2 separate regions of the Drosophila melanogaster genome follow, and region 2 is linked to region 1. The links are chromatin contacts, called in public ChIA-PET maps. All regions are on one chromosome and are shown on one strand. The core of a region is the stretch at or near the end of the contact, and the rest is flanking DNA. Distances in the headings are between cores, read along the strand shown.

The links. ChIA-PET counts read pairs in DNA pulled down with a chosen protein or histone mark.
Region 2: a contact with region 1 is called in an RNA polymerase II ChIA-PET map of the S2 cell line, with 4 times the contacts expected there. The contact joins the promoter of lncRNA:CR44409 here to the promoter of lncRNA:CR44151 in region 1. A contact is called at or near these places in 1 of 107 Hi-C or Micro-C datasets (the S2 cell line) and 1 of 6 datasets of contacts at active chromatin or transcription factors (the S2 cell line).

What each region holds. Positions count from the first base shown.
Region 1 is chr2L:16,627,696-16,630,681 of dm6, forward strand. lncRNA:CR44151 (long non-coding RNA:CR44151) reads right to left here and starts at 1,478. Exons shown (of 1, transcript NR_073791.1): 1 at 1,057-1,478. The region is part of intron 2 of mtgo (miles to go); the gene reads left to right.
Region 2 is chr2L:17,428,303-17,431,288 of dm6, forward strand. lncRNA:CR44409 (long non-coding RNA:CR44409) reads left to right here and starts at 1,404. Exons shown (of 1, transcript NR_124330.1): 1 at 1,404-1,855. The region is part of intron 1 of Dif (Dorsal-related immunity factor); the gene reads right to left.

The DNA of each region.
Region 1 (2,986 bases), core at 228-2,727:
TTTTTAAACCAGCAACTCTATTTATTTTTGCGCCACCCTAGGAGCTTAATTAATTTTTGGTATCAGCAGAAGCAGAAACATTTGTTTGCATGCTAAACGAACGAGATGAAATCGGCATTTGTACAAGTACGGAGAACTTGAGCTGATGCATTTTCTCTACTATCAATGTCAGTATATCACCGCCTTAATGGGCTTTACCCGAATCCCCCCAGCGCCAACATCCGTCTGCCTGCATCTGGCTTCCTCATTTAATATAATTTGTTGCAAGTTTTGCGGGGCATGTGGCAGCAGACTGCTGCACTAATTGAAACGTAATTATATCATTCGGGCACGGGGTCTGCTCGTTGCGTTGGCCTGTCAGTTTCTCAATCGCTCATTTAGTCATTTAGTCAGTGTCTCACACTCTCAACTCAACTAGGCACTAATTGCAATTTGCACAGTTTGAGCTGCGCTGGGTATACGTGTATGGCTTAAAAGTTATATCACCCATGCACCTCCGTTTGATATTCAATTTGTTACACAAGCTGTTTCACCGGAGTTTATCAGACAGTTACATAATTTTGCTAAATCATTAGCTTCACTTAAGACAGTAATTATTCAGGGGCTTATCATCTAAGTGCCTTGTCCATATATTCTAGTAAATTTGCAATGTGAAGGGGACTTCTCCATACTCATAGAAAATTCATTTGAAGTTGAAATTTTATTTGTATATAAATCAGAATTTCTTTAACCTAATAGGTAAGGCAGCGCAGATTTACAGTTTATCTGTGGTACCTTTTCATTTTAAATAAGAACTAATGAATAAGCTATATTTAATATAATAATATGTAGTATAATGCCATGCATTCATTCCATAACTCTTTTTCCATGTCATTTGTTCAAAAGCGAAAAAACGTGTTTCATTTTGGCATTGACCAAAAAAGTATTTTCCATTGTGATCCGTATTTTTATGCAACTCTCATCAAACGGAAGTTGTTTCCCAATTTTCTTTATACATATATTTCGTACATATTTTTTCGCAATTTTTTATATTTTCATTTGGTGTGCTTGGGATTTGCCAAAGAAGCGCAATTTATTCGTTTGCATTTTTCGGGCTTAAAGTTTTTGGTGCGTGTGTTCGGGATATAAATCTCGCAGCGTATAGATATTTTTTGGCAATTTAATTGAAATGTCAGGCACGTGGTCGCTCCAGAGATCCGAGGAGTGGAATGGAGCTTGACCCTCGACTTGCTCCGCTGCCTAATCCCGTCCAGCTCTTGTGGTTGTCGCACATTTCCGGCTTAAAGTGGCAATGTTGATGTTGCTGGTGTTGCCGCTTTGGATGGTAAAGCTGATGGTATAGCTGGTGTTTGCTGGTGTTGCTGTTGTAGTCTGCCACATCCGTTTGCGACGCGTACACGTAATTGATTTTCCCGCCCCGCCCCCCTTTGCAGCGTTTGATATTCAAGCGCAAAATCTCTGCGGCCCACATGGAAAACACAAACAAAATGGGCAAAAAGAAGAAAATAAATACAAAAATGTGGAGAAACAACAATAGCATTTTTTGCGTGTCAAATGAGAATTTCACTCGCTTTGATTTGGTTTGTGGGGAGTACATGCACCGAAAGCAAAATTCACTCACTTCATATGGTACCAAAACCGGTTCTTCAATAACTTTACACTTAATTCATAAGTTATATATTTATTTAACCACTATAAATAAATGTTGAATTTAATTTTTTCAAAAAATGTGAGCACTACGTATTCTCAATCTGTATTTTAATTATTGGTATGGAATTTCTTCCTGTGTACTTGTGCACAACTACGGGTAATATTTTTTTTTTGGCATAGCCACCGGTAAATATGACCGTGAACTTTGAATGCCACATGCATCGACAAACAAATGTATAACAAACAATGAACAAATCTCTAACAATAAAGTGCACACAATTCCAATTGTGATTTAATAAAGCTTAACTTACTTTAAGTAATACTTTGCCAACCTAATTAAATTCGCACAATGTGACATTTGCAATGCATGAGCCAATGAAGTCAGGCATTTAACGCTTATAGGCCAGAAAAAAGACCCATTCGAAGATATATCTTTTAATATACCTTTTGGAGTCCGTGTAATCCGCAGTAAGCCGCAATATTGGCCATATAATCACTGTCGGGCACCAAATAAATTCCCCCATGAATCGAATTCACAGTGAAGAGAATAAACAAATTCGCATAAATTTCTTTTTTCTTTGCCGGATGAGAGTGGGAAAATTGCCTTTAAATTGCTTGAAAATGCTTTCTTAATACATTGCGCAATTTCGTATTGAAATCAGGGTGTGGCAGAGGCACCCGCAACAAAATGGAGAAAGGCAAGCGAGTTGTGAAAAAATCAACGCTGAACAAAATGCTATGGGAAAACTAAACGAAATAATGCAGAATGACAAAATAACTTAAAGCGGCAATAAATTGTACAGCTCAAGGACATGCTTAAGGCGAGATTTGGGATTTGGGGGCAAAATGTAGATGAAGATGTAAAAGAAGTTGAAGCAGCCGCAGCCGCAGCCGGGAAAACTGTCAACACGTTTTGGCCATTTCGGTCTACGTTTCGTTAGCCTCAAACAAAAAAAACAAACAAACAGGCGGCGAATTTAAAAGTCGTGGATTCTTTTTTGCCTTACGACAATGAGCCATTTTTTGTGAGCGAGCTGGGATTTTAAGCAAAAGGGGTGGACGGTTTATTTATCATCATAGTAGCGGTGGATGGTTGTAATTTTTAAGTTGGTAGTATTCCAAAACCAGCTCAGATTTATGATGCTACGGGGTAGAATGTTTAGCTAAAGCTAATTAAAATTGTAAATGTGTAGTGAAATTATCTACTAAAAAAGTGATGCTCTTGAGTATTTCACAAAACGATTACAAAATGTATTATATGTTATAAGTTTCCCTTAGAAACTTCTCGTTTAGCTCATTTGATATCTTATACTCTATATATTTTTCCCATCTATAT
Region 2 (2,986 bases), core at 154-2,653, 800 kb after region 1:
ATACTTGATACGTATACGTGATACGTATACGTGATAAAAAGTTACCGCTGCTGATATGATGGTTGCTGATCGCAACTGACGGAGGGTGCCAATATCTGTTTTTATTTTCGAAACTGCTTCACTTTTCCTTTATTTATTTTCATTTCCGTTGTGCGTACTCAATGTTTCGTTCTCTCTAATGTATTTGTGTTCAAGTGCGTTCCTATGACGCCATCGAGCAGAAAAAATGGTTATAGATTTTTAAGTGGATTTGGAAAAGTGTTGAGATTTTTATAACGCTCTGCAGGTGTTCCAATTTCGATTTTCGGCTATAAGTAAACATTGATTCCCTTACAAAAAAATGTGTACTTTTTGCTGGGAATGAAAATTTATTGTTATGAATGGTTTGGAAATATCATAAAAATTCAAAATACCTAAGATGTTATTTCACATGAACTCTTTTCTCATTAAAAATTCGTTTAAAATAGTGCACAGGTTTCTGGACAAATCAAGATCAAAGGTTTATTATAAGATCAGATAGGAGGAAAAGTTTTTCTTTATGTGAATCATTCGCCATTCTGGAATGAGAAGCCGAAAAAAATCGACAACTATTAGCCAGATGCATAACAATAGATCTATTTATCTAATATAGGTATGACAGCTGAATGTTTTTATTGATTTTCCCAGGAATTGACAGACCTGAAACGAGTTCGACCCTCGGCAAATGTAAATTATAAAATCCATACAACGTTGCTAATTCACGCCAACAAAATTCCCAAATGAGACCGAAAAAAGATTCGCCAACGTCTAAGGTCGAACTGAGTTATTAACTCAATTTTTGGCTTCTGTTCCATAGACAGATTTTAGTCATTGAAATAAACACAAGTGCAGACCAAACACGTAGGGGAAAAATATTTGCAGTTAACATTGCCAATCGGGTGGAAATATTTCATTATTGTTGTGCATGAATGAAAATAGTATAATTTATTTCTGCTAGCCCACGAAAATTTCGAACTAAAAACACAGTTTTCATGTAGCGTGGGCTCGTCTGCGGACAAAATGCATTTTGGGAGCAAATTTCCCGGCCGCAATTTACATCTATATAGGATTGCAACAAAGCCAAGAATACCTCAGGACGTGCAAAAATAAACTAAACTATTTCAGCTCTGGGGTTTGAGAAATTTTAAGTTAGGAAAACAGATATTTATTTATTTAGCAATTTATTGAGCAAATATGAATATTTAGATATAGATGAAAATATAGTACGACAATTTGTATAACTTTTTGAACATGTTATTATCAAATTTACAATTGTAATCCACACTTTTATTCTATTATTTTAAAATTTCTTGCTCTTTATGGCTAGGGATCACTGTAGAAGGATTTTAGTTGCGATTGTGCTTTTAGCCATACATGTATGACAAATGCCCCATGACGTAGTAGCCACTTTCAGTAAACATATCAGACGTCACAGAAATCTCCAACTCTTTATTAAGCTCCCCGAAGAAGAAGAGAAGAAAAAAAGGGGGAGAAGTCAAAGACTCTACCCCCGCCCAAACAACTCCCCCTGCAATTCTGGCACATTTGCGCTTCAAGGTCACGCGCGTGAGCGGGAACGAGAGGGAGAGAGAGAGCGAGGAAGAGAGAATGCAGAAAAACAAAGCCAAGCCCCAAAGAAATCGTGGAAGGGGGTGGAAGGGGGCGAAGGGGGCTTGACGGCGGAGCGCATAGTTGAGCAACCACTTGTTGTTGCTGCCGCTTTTATTGCTCCTCTTCAGCCAGCGCCAGTTTAAGGCCACCAAATATGCACTGGGAGAAACAAATAGCACATACATCTTAACAAAAAACACTTAAAGATTATAGATTTCTGGATATTAAATGGCCTATTGAATTAAGTGACAAATAATATCTAAAGTGGATTTTGTTGCATTTGTTGGTTTAGTATTTTATTAAAATATTAATTTTAACATTTTCTTTAAAGGCATATTTTATCAGATGCCTGAAGCATGTAAATTTAAAAAAAATAATTTATTATAAGGTGAATAGTGTTAAAAAATGCGAAATAGAAAACAGATCTACAGCTTTTTCACAGTGATTGAATTAAGTCGAAAGGTCTGCGCCGCCCTCAAAAGAGGTAAAGAAACAAAGCGCGTAGTGCATTAACATTCAAGACATTCGGCTGACGAATAATGGTGATAAGCAAAGGAAGGGGACGAAGGGGAGCCGTATCAATAACACGAACAGCCAAGTTACCGACGAACTCGAAATGTTTGAGTAGCAGAAAAGCCATGATACAAAAAAATGACTCAGCCTAGTTCAGCGAATTCAAATGCTCTTCTGCAGTCAATATATACTTGCTAAATTGCACTAAATTCTATAATGACGAGTTATATATTTGATAAGGTACTTTGATATATATATAAAGCAAACAAACAAAAGCGAATAAAAGAGAGGTAGATTTAATTGCTAGAAATGTATATCTACGGTCAGTAATAAGACACTTAATTAAAGTGTAATTTCCTTTTCTAAAACCCACTATTTTGAAAAGCTTGGCGGAAAGAAAACACTCTACGAATTGGCAAAACTTTTGCGAAGCATAAGAGAAGAAAACGTTAAGCTATAACAAAAAACCTGTCCGTCTGCCTTGTCTTTGGCTTTTGGCTTTGCAGCACTTGATTGGCTTTTGGATTCCCCGAATCGTCGATGAATCATCGCCTCACCTATATACATACATACGTATACGTAATTTCTGCGGCTCACCAAACACAATTGTGCCGCTCGCACACAATCACTTTCAATTGGGGCCTTATTTGTGTGTTTGTGTGTGTGTGTTTGGGTGTTTGCCCATGCGGAAATCTGCTGAGAGGAAAGCGCTGGGAGAGCTCCACCGAGATCATCTGCTCCGGAGAGTGGGAAATTTTGGATTGCCATTCCAGTTCCCAGTCCACTCACTCTGCCTCACCGCATTACATAATTGGTAACTGCAGGAGTTGTTTACAAGGCGATG